Regions from separate parts of the Danio rerio genome. Here region 1 is linked to region 2. A link is a contact called in public Hi-C data. All regions are on one chromosome and are shown on one strand. Each heading gives the region's core, a stretch centred on a gene start, on an enhancer-like site or on the middle of the called end of the contact. The rest is flanking DNA. Distances are from core to core; before and after follow the strand shown. Region 1 holds the start of fibcd1a (fibrinogen C domain containing 1a). Region 2 holds the start of dab2ipa (DAB2 interacting protein a).

Region 1 (3,213 bases), core at 560-3,059, 500 kb after region 2:
ACCTGGAGATCAATTAGACGCTGCTTTATGTCATAAAAATCAACCTTGCTGTGGTCAACCATTTTGTTGGCACATTATAACGCTCGATTTTCATTTATTTTGTCAGGTCAGACAGAATGAAAGGACCACGAAGGTAGCCACTTTTAAAAAGCAATTCACTGAAAAATTATGGGCCAATTTTGAATGGTTTTTCTACCTCAGAAAATCACCAGCAGCGAAACAGAAATAACATCCTGGAAAAACTATTTGGGACAAAGCTGAAATAGCACCGTGAATGGTGAGAATAAACAAAGTTTCATTCGCTGAATTCCAATGTGGGACAAAACACTCAATTAGAACACACAACGCTTTTCCTCAAGTAAACACTGACTGCTCCAAACATCACTGTGATTCTTTAGCTGTCAAACCAAACAGGAACACACAGATTCAAAATTAGCTATAACACAAAAGATGACACTAAAAAAACTGAACAACTAAGAACTACTAAGATATAGAGTTTAGTAGCATAATAAGATGCATAATAGACACCTTCAAATATATATAGGCTATGCTCAATGTCAAGTTTAGGCGAAAGAACTTTACATATAGTATATATATAAACTGAAATTCACCTCTGAAAACTGGATTGAGACAGTTTCAATTTAGAACTTCTATGTCAAGCTGCTTTTACACTACATTGTAAAAGCGATATAGAAATAAAGAGGAATTGAATTGAATTGATTTACATATTCATATAATTACAAAAGTGTATTTATTATATTAGGTTTTTTATTGTTTTCTGATGCTTTTTTATGTTCTTCATGGGCGGTGGTGTAACGTAAAATCTACTGTGACATTTTGAATGACAAAATAAAGGAAACTGAAACTGAAAAACTGCAAAATCAACTAAAATACATATTCACAGCAAATTATAATATCAATGTGATCAGGGATGGGCAGTATTTATAATACAAGTGTTTCAAATACAAAATAGTATTTTGTCATTTGTATTTGATAGGGTTGAAGAAAATGTCTTGATATGAAGTATCAAAATACTTAAGTGTCTCATATTTTTGTATTTTCAAAATACTGTAAAATATTGTAATAAAAAGTCTACAGTACATTATGACATCTTAAAATTGAGGCCTCTGACTGGTGCTTTCTCAGCTATTTGCCTATAAACTTCAGATCAGAACAGAAAACTGAACGAATTAAGTGGGAAGAAAATTTGTTATTAAACTGTTTACTTCACTAAGTCAGTTTAATGATGAAGGAATTGATCTAATAGACCTATTGATGGAAAGTTTGCAAAGAAATGTCATGCTACCTTTTAAAATGACTTTGTAGTATTTTTAAAATACAGTAAATACAGTATAAATACACTATCATAATATAATATGTACTAGTACTATAGTAACAGTATCTATCCAAAACAACACAGCAACTGCTTATGCAGCAACATACAAAATATAATAACAACCCCATAGTCTAATAACATCCAAGCTAAAATAATAGTCGCCTGGCAAGTAGCAACCACACAGAACACTCACTCTAATAAGTTAGTAAACACCCTAGAAACAACACAAAAAAACACCGAGATATGAGCTCTAAAACATGGCGTGACTTCCTCCTATTAGCAGGTACGATTTTCATCAAAATCATGGCAGTTTAGGTAAGAGGTCCAAGCAATTGCTAATATGTTTGTTTTGACTAGTGAATAAATGTACATTGGGAAGTTGTTAACGACATCTTACCTTATAAAATGATGTCGTGGTTGCTTACTTTACTGCATTTCCAGCTGTCTTCCCAAAACTTAGTAATTAGTGGCGAAAAACTAAAAAAAGTGGCGCCCTCTGTTGATCCTAAGAAGAAGCACATTAGGGTCGTTTATTTAAAAATGTATTAAAAAATTAAGTAATATTGTTGTAAATACGATGAATAAGCCAATCATTTTACTTCTTTAGACTTCAGTGTTTTAGTAAGGATTGAGGTATTAATTTCGTGGTATAACATTAGCCTTTGATGCTGATAGCTGTTGACTTGCATTTTATAAATCACCAAGTAGACCTATAGACGATTTAATCTAAAAATCTACAATCTATAAAATAAAGAATCACCTGCATCTTAAATGCTTGAGGGTGAGTAATTTAGCAGCATATCCTAAATTTTTGGGTGAACAATTCATTTTGATTGGAAGAAAGATTACGCTATGACATTATTTATCAATCAAACGTTTAGACTGCCTATTAGAAATATTCAGATTGTTCTTTATAACAGCATATGAATTAATACTTAATTTTGTGTAAATACTTGGAAATTAATCTGGCTTCACGTTGCAAATTCTGTGACTTTTTATAAGCCTTTTGTTCATGAACTCATGTACAGTTCAGTTCCATTTGTTAACAACAGTTATTTTAGCTAAAGTCAATGTAATGAAAACTGCAAAAGAATTTATTAATGCTAGATAATATGTAGATGATCGCACTCAAAAGTCATAATTGTTTTATTCAATGAAGTTAATAACAAATTAAAATTCAGTTCAGTTAAGTATTTTTTATTTCAGTTTTTGAAGTTTTCACATGAAATGTCAATTACAACATTCATTTTCTAATTATCCTTCCTTGTCGTTGCTAACACTACCCCGAATAAACACTACCCTCCCTATATCTTCCCATTGAAAAACTAAAACTTAATTAATAATTTAAAAAAATAATTTAAATTAAAAAGCAAAAGAAAAAAACTGAATAATAAATGTTCATATGTTATGGCTCAGTAAAAGAATCAAGTTAGAGTTATCCAGCAGATAATCTAAAAAGGGGCGCCACACCTTGTCAAAGGTCTTTAAAGAACCAGTAAGTGATAGTCTATTTCTTTCTTTCTTTTCGGCTTAGTCCCTTTATTAATCAAGGGTCGCCACAGCAGAATGAACCGCCAACTTATCCAGCATATGTTTTACGCAGGGGATGGCCTTCCAGGTGCAACCCATCACTGGGAAACATCCATACACATTCATTCACACTCATATACTACAGACAATTTAGCTTACCCAATTCACCTATACCATGTCTTTGGACTGTGGGGGAAACCGGAGGACCCGGAGGAAACCTACGCCAACACAGGGAGAACATGCAAACTCCACACAAAAATGCCAACTGACCCAGCCGGGACTCGAACCAGCGACCTTCTTGCTGTAAGGCAATTGTACTACCCACTGCACCACCATGCTGTCCAGTA
Region 2 (3,350 bases), core at 435-2,934:
ATTTACATTCTGTAGAAAAATTAATCATGGTTTTACTGCAAAAAAACACATAAACATTGTTATTGTAGGTAAAAGCATGGTAATGACAAATTCATCATGGTTTTAATGTGGCAAAAACATTAATAAAACCATGATTTTTTTTTTTTTTTTTTTGCATGTGATTTGCTATACATAATTTTCTTCAATCAGAACTGTTTTTGTGAATGTGCTTTAAACTAAAATATAACCTTCTCAGTTACCGGGTTAACAAAGAGCATTATTTGAATGCATTAAGTTATATGTTAAACAAAAATTTGCTTCATTAAATGTCAGGTTGTGGCCATTTTGCACCATATTTTTGTTGTGTAGATATTTTTCTATTCTAATTTTGACATTTTGCATATATTTTATGGCCTAATTTGAGTTAAGTGTAAAAATATGAATGATAAAAAAATATTACAGTAATTTAGAGTAAACGACTACTATAGTGATTTTGAACCATGCTATGGTAAAAAACATGAATTGATATGCTTTGGTAGGCTAATTCTATAATTGGTGTGAAATAACTAACTAAAGCAATATTAACAAGCTACCCAACACTGCAGTTTTCTACAACCATGGGATATTATACTGCAGTTTACTGTGGTAAAAATTATATTACAGTTAAAGTTTAGCAGTCGACGATAAAATTAAATACTAAATTATTCATCAACTATGTTGTAACTATATGTGTGTATACAGCATATTACACTAATATATGGTTCAAAAACACTACAGTATATATTATAATTTACTAAAGGATTTATCATAAGGGAAAACTTTTGACTGTAATCTTCAATACAACGATATTTGCTTTATGTACGACTAAGTAGTGTAAATGAAATAAAGTACAGCACAAAAACATACAAATAATGCAGGCTGTCTTAAAAGTGGCTAACTTAAATGAAAAGCCCTACAATTAGCCCCCAAGATATTCTTACTGCATGCATACTATTGTATTTTTTCTTTTAAAGAAATGACATATATGTGTCTAGGAAGGCAAGCATACTTCTTCATACAAGTCACACAACATTTCTAATATTACCACAATTACTTCAGAAAGCTGTTTTCGTCTACTCACCGGTGACCCTCATCCATCCCTGGTGTTGACAGCGGGTGATATGTGGTGATATGGGGGTAGGACCACCAAACATCTTGTCAGTGTCCAGTTCTCAAGAAACTACGTTTAACGTTATAAACATGCGTGCACCTGATAGATGTATCAAAATAAGATAACGCGTCATCAAAATGAATGTTTTCATAATATAAAACAGATGACGCTGCTCTGCGCGTGCAGACATGACCTGTTTTATTGAGACGCGCGTGCTCGTGACTGAGAGTGAAGGGGACACGAGGAGAAATGTACAGTAATACCTTAATTAAATTACCGGATTAAACTCTCTAGCGAAGAAAGCAACTTAGCTGTCGACAAACACAAAACTCTCTCTCTCTTTAAAAATGAACTTATAACAAAAAAAAAAAAACAGAAGTTAACGATTCAGTGTGGACATTTGACAAATTCTTACAAACTTCTACAGAACTATAAACTATATTAAAACACATTTCACCAAAACTTGGAGATTTTGCCTTAATCATTTTCCTCTCAGGTAAACACGTCCTCGTGAAGGCCTGACTCATGAATATTAAATACATAACTTATTTTACGCTCACTGATTGGATGAAACCAGCTTTTATAGCAACTAATGTAAACACGGCGAAGGCTTGTCTCATGAATATTAAATAAGTTACCAAAAGAAAAAAAACACGAGTGGACGCTTCAGTTCGTACATTCAACAAATTACAAACTTCTACAGGAGATGAACTGTATTAAAACACATTTCACCGAAACTTGGATATTTTGTCCTAATCATTTTCCTCCCAGGAAAACACAACGTCCTTGTGAAGGTCTGTCTCATGAATATTAAACATGTAACTTACTTTGTGCTCACTGATTGGTTGAAACCAGCTTTTATAGGAACTAATGAAAACAGAGAAGGCTTCATGACCATTTAATAAGTTACCAAAAGAAAATAAAAACACGAGTGAATGCTTTAGTTTGGACATTTGACAAGTTCTTACTAACTTCTACACAACGATAAACTATATTAAAACACATTTTATTGATATTTGGAGATTTTGTCTCGATTACTCACCCCACAGGTAAACACAACGTCTTCGTGAAGCCGTGGCTCATGAATATTAAATAAGCAACTTATTACGCTCACTGATTGGTTGAAAACAGCTATTATATTATTCATTTATTTTCTTTTTGGCTTAGTTCATTTATTATTAATTAGGGGTCTATTATATTAACAAATATAAACAAAGCAAAGGCTTCTCTTGTGAATATTAAATAAGTTTCCAAAAGCGTCCACTTCATGTAATATACGAGTTAAACCTCAATATATGCATATATGAGTTAATACATATATTTAAACATTTTTAGCATAAAGTCATGGAATTTTGTCCTCATTAAAACCCTAGAGAAAAATTAAAATATATAACCGTGATAACAAATAATACAAAAATCTCAACACAGGTAAAAAATGTAGATAGACAAGACAGCTTTAAATTATTGCTGACAAACTGTTTTAATGGTCTGAAACAGGAACGAATGAATAATGACAAATGTAAGTTTGCACATTTAACATGTTTGAACATTGTTACACACAGCAAACACGTTTAGAACATATGGTTTTGAGAGTGATGTGTAGAAACAGTCATAAAAGCATTCAAGACTTATTCATTTTAATCGTATACAAATACTATAGTTTGTTTTATTCGAACTTTCTTAAACTTGTAACCAAAATATAAAACTCCTCTTGAAATGTGACCAAGCTGACATACAAAAGGTGATCAATACAACAAACATTGTATTTTGTTAATAAAACAGTCGCAATTTCCATTCAGTTTTACAAATGCTTTTTCCATTGGGGAAATGTTTTAAAAGTAAAAAGTAAATCTTAGAAATATCTTTGTATAAATTTTTTCCCTTTAAAATCAATTAGAAAATATAGGTCAATTTATCCAATAATAGCTTGCATAGCTGATAAACATGTTAATAGTGCAATAACAAAATGGGGCTAATCTTATATCCAATTATATACATGTAAATAATAAAGTATATTTATAATGTTGTATACTATAAAACTAATCAAGTCAAATCACAAAATCTGACGGCTTTAGAACCTCACATAGCTTTCAAATCGTCACATAAGTGGCCATTATCCACTTCCAAATCCATCTCAAATATAACAGCAATCTTTGGAGATCTTCTATGAAAACATAAATTTGACGGTCATCTGTGGTCAAATGTTGAAAAGAGCCTAAAA

What was found. Hi-C and Micro-C count contacts between places; a contact is called where the count stands out from the background.
Region 1: a contact with region 2 is called in a Hi-C map of an unstated tissue, with 6 times the contacts expected there. The contact joins the promoter of fibcd1a here to the promoter of dab2ipa in region 2. A contact is called at or near these places in 4 of 18 Hi-C or Micro-C datasets (caudal fin, fibroblasts, hematopoietic stem cells and 1 more) and 1 of 4 datasets of contacts at active chromatin or transcription factors (caudal fin).

The regions. Positions count from the first base shown.
Region 1 is chr8:14,413,973-14,417,185 of GRCz12tu, forward strand. It overlaps fibcd1a (fibrinogen C domain containing 1a), which reads right to left and starts at 1,810. Exons shown (of 10, transcript XM_073910115.1): 1 at 1,734-1,810.
Region 2 is chr8:13,915,229-13,918,578 of GRCz12tu, forward strand. dab2ipa (DAB2 interacting protein a) reads right to left here and starts at 1,685. Exons shown (of 18, transcript XM_017357419.4): 1 at 1,100-1,685. The coding sequence starts at 1,172. phf19 (PHD finger protein 19) reads right to left here. Exons shown (of 15, transcript NM_001128526.1): 15 at 2,874-3,350.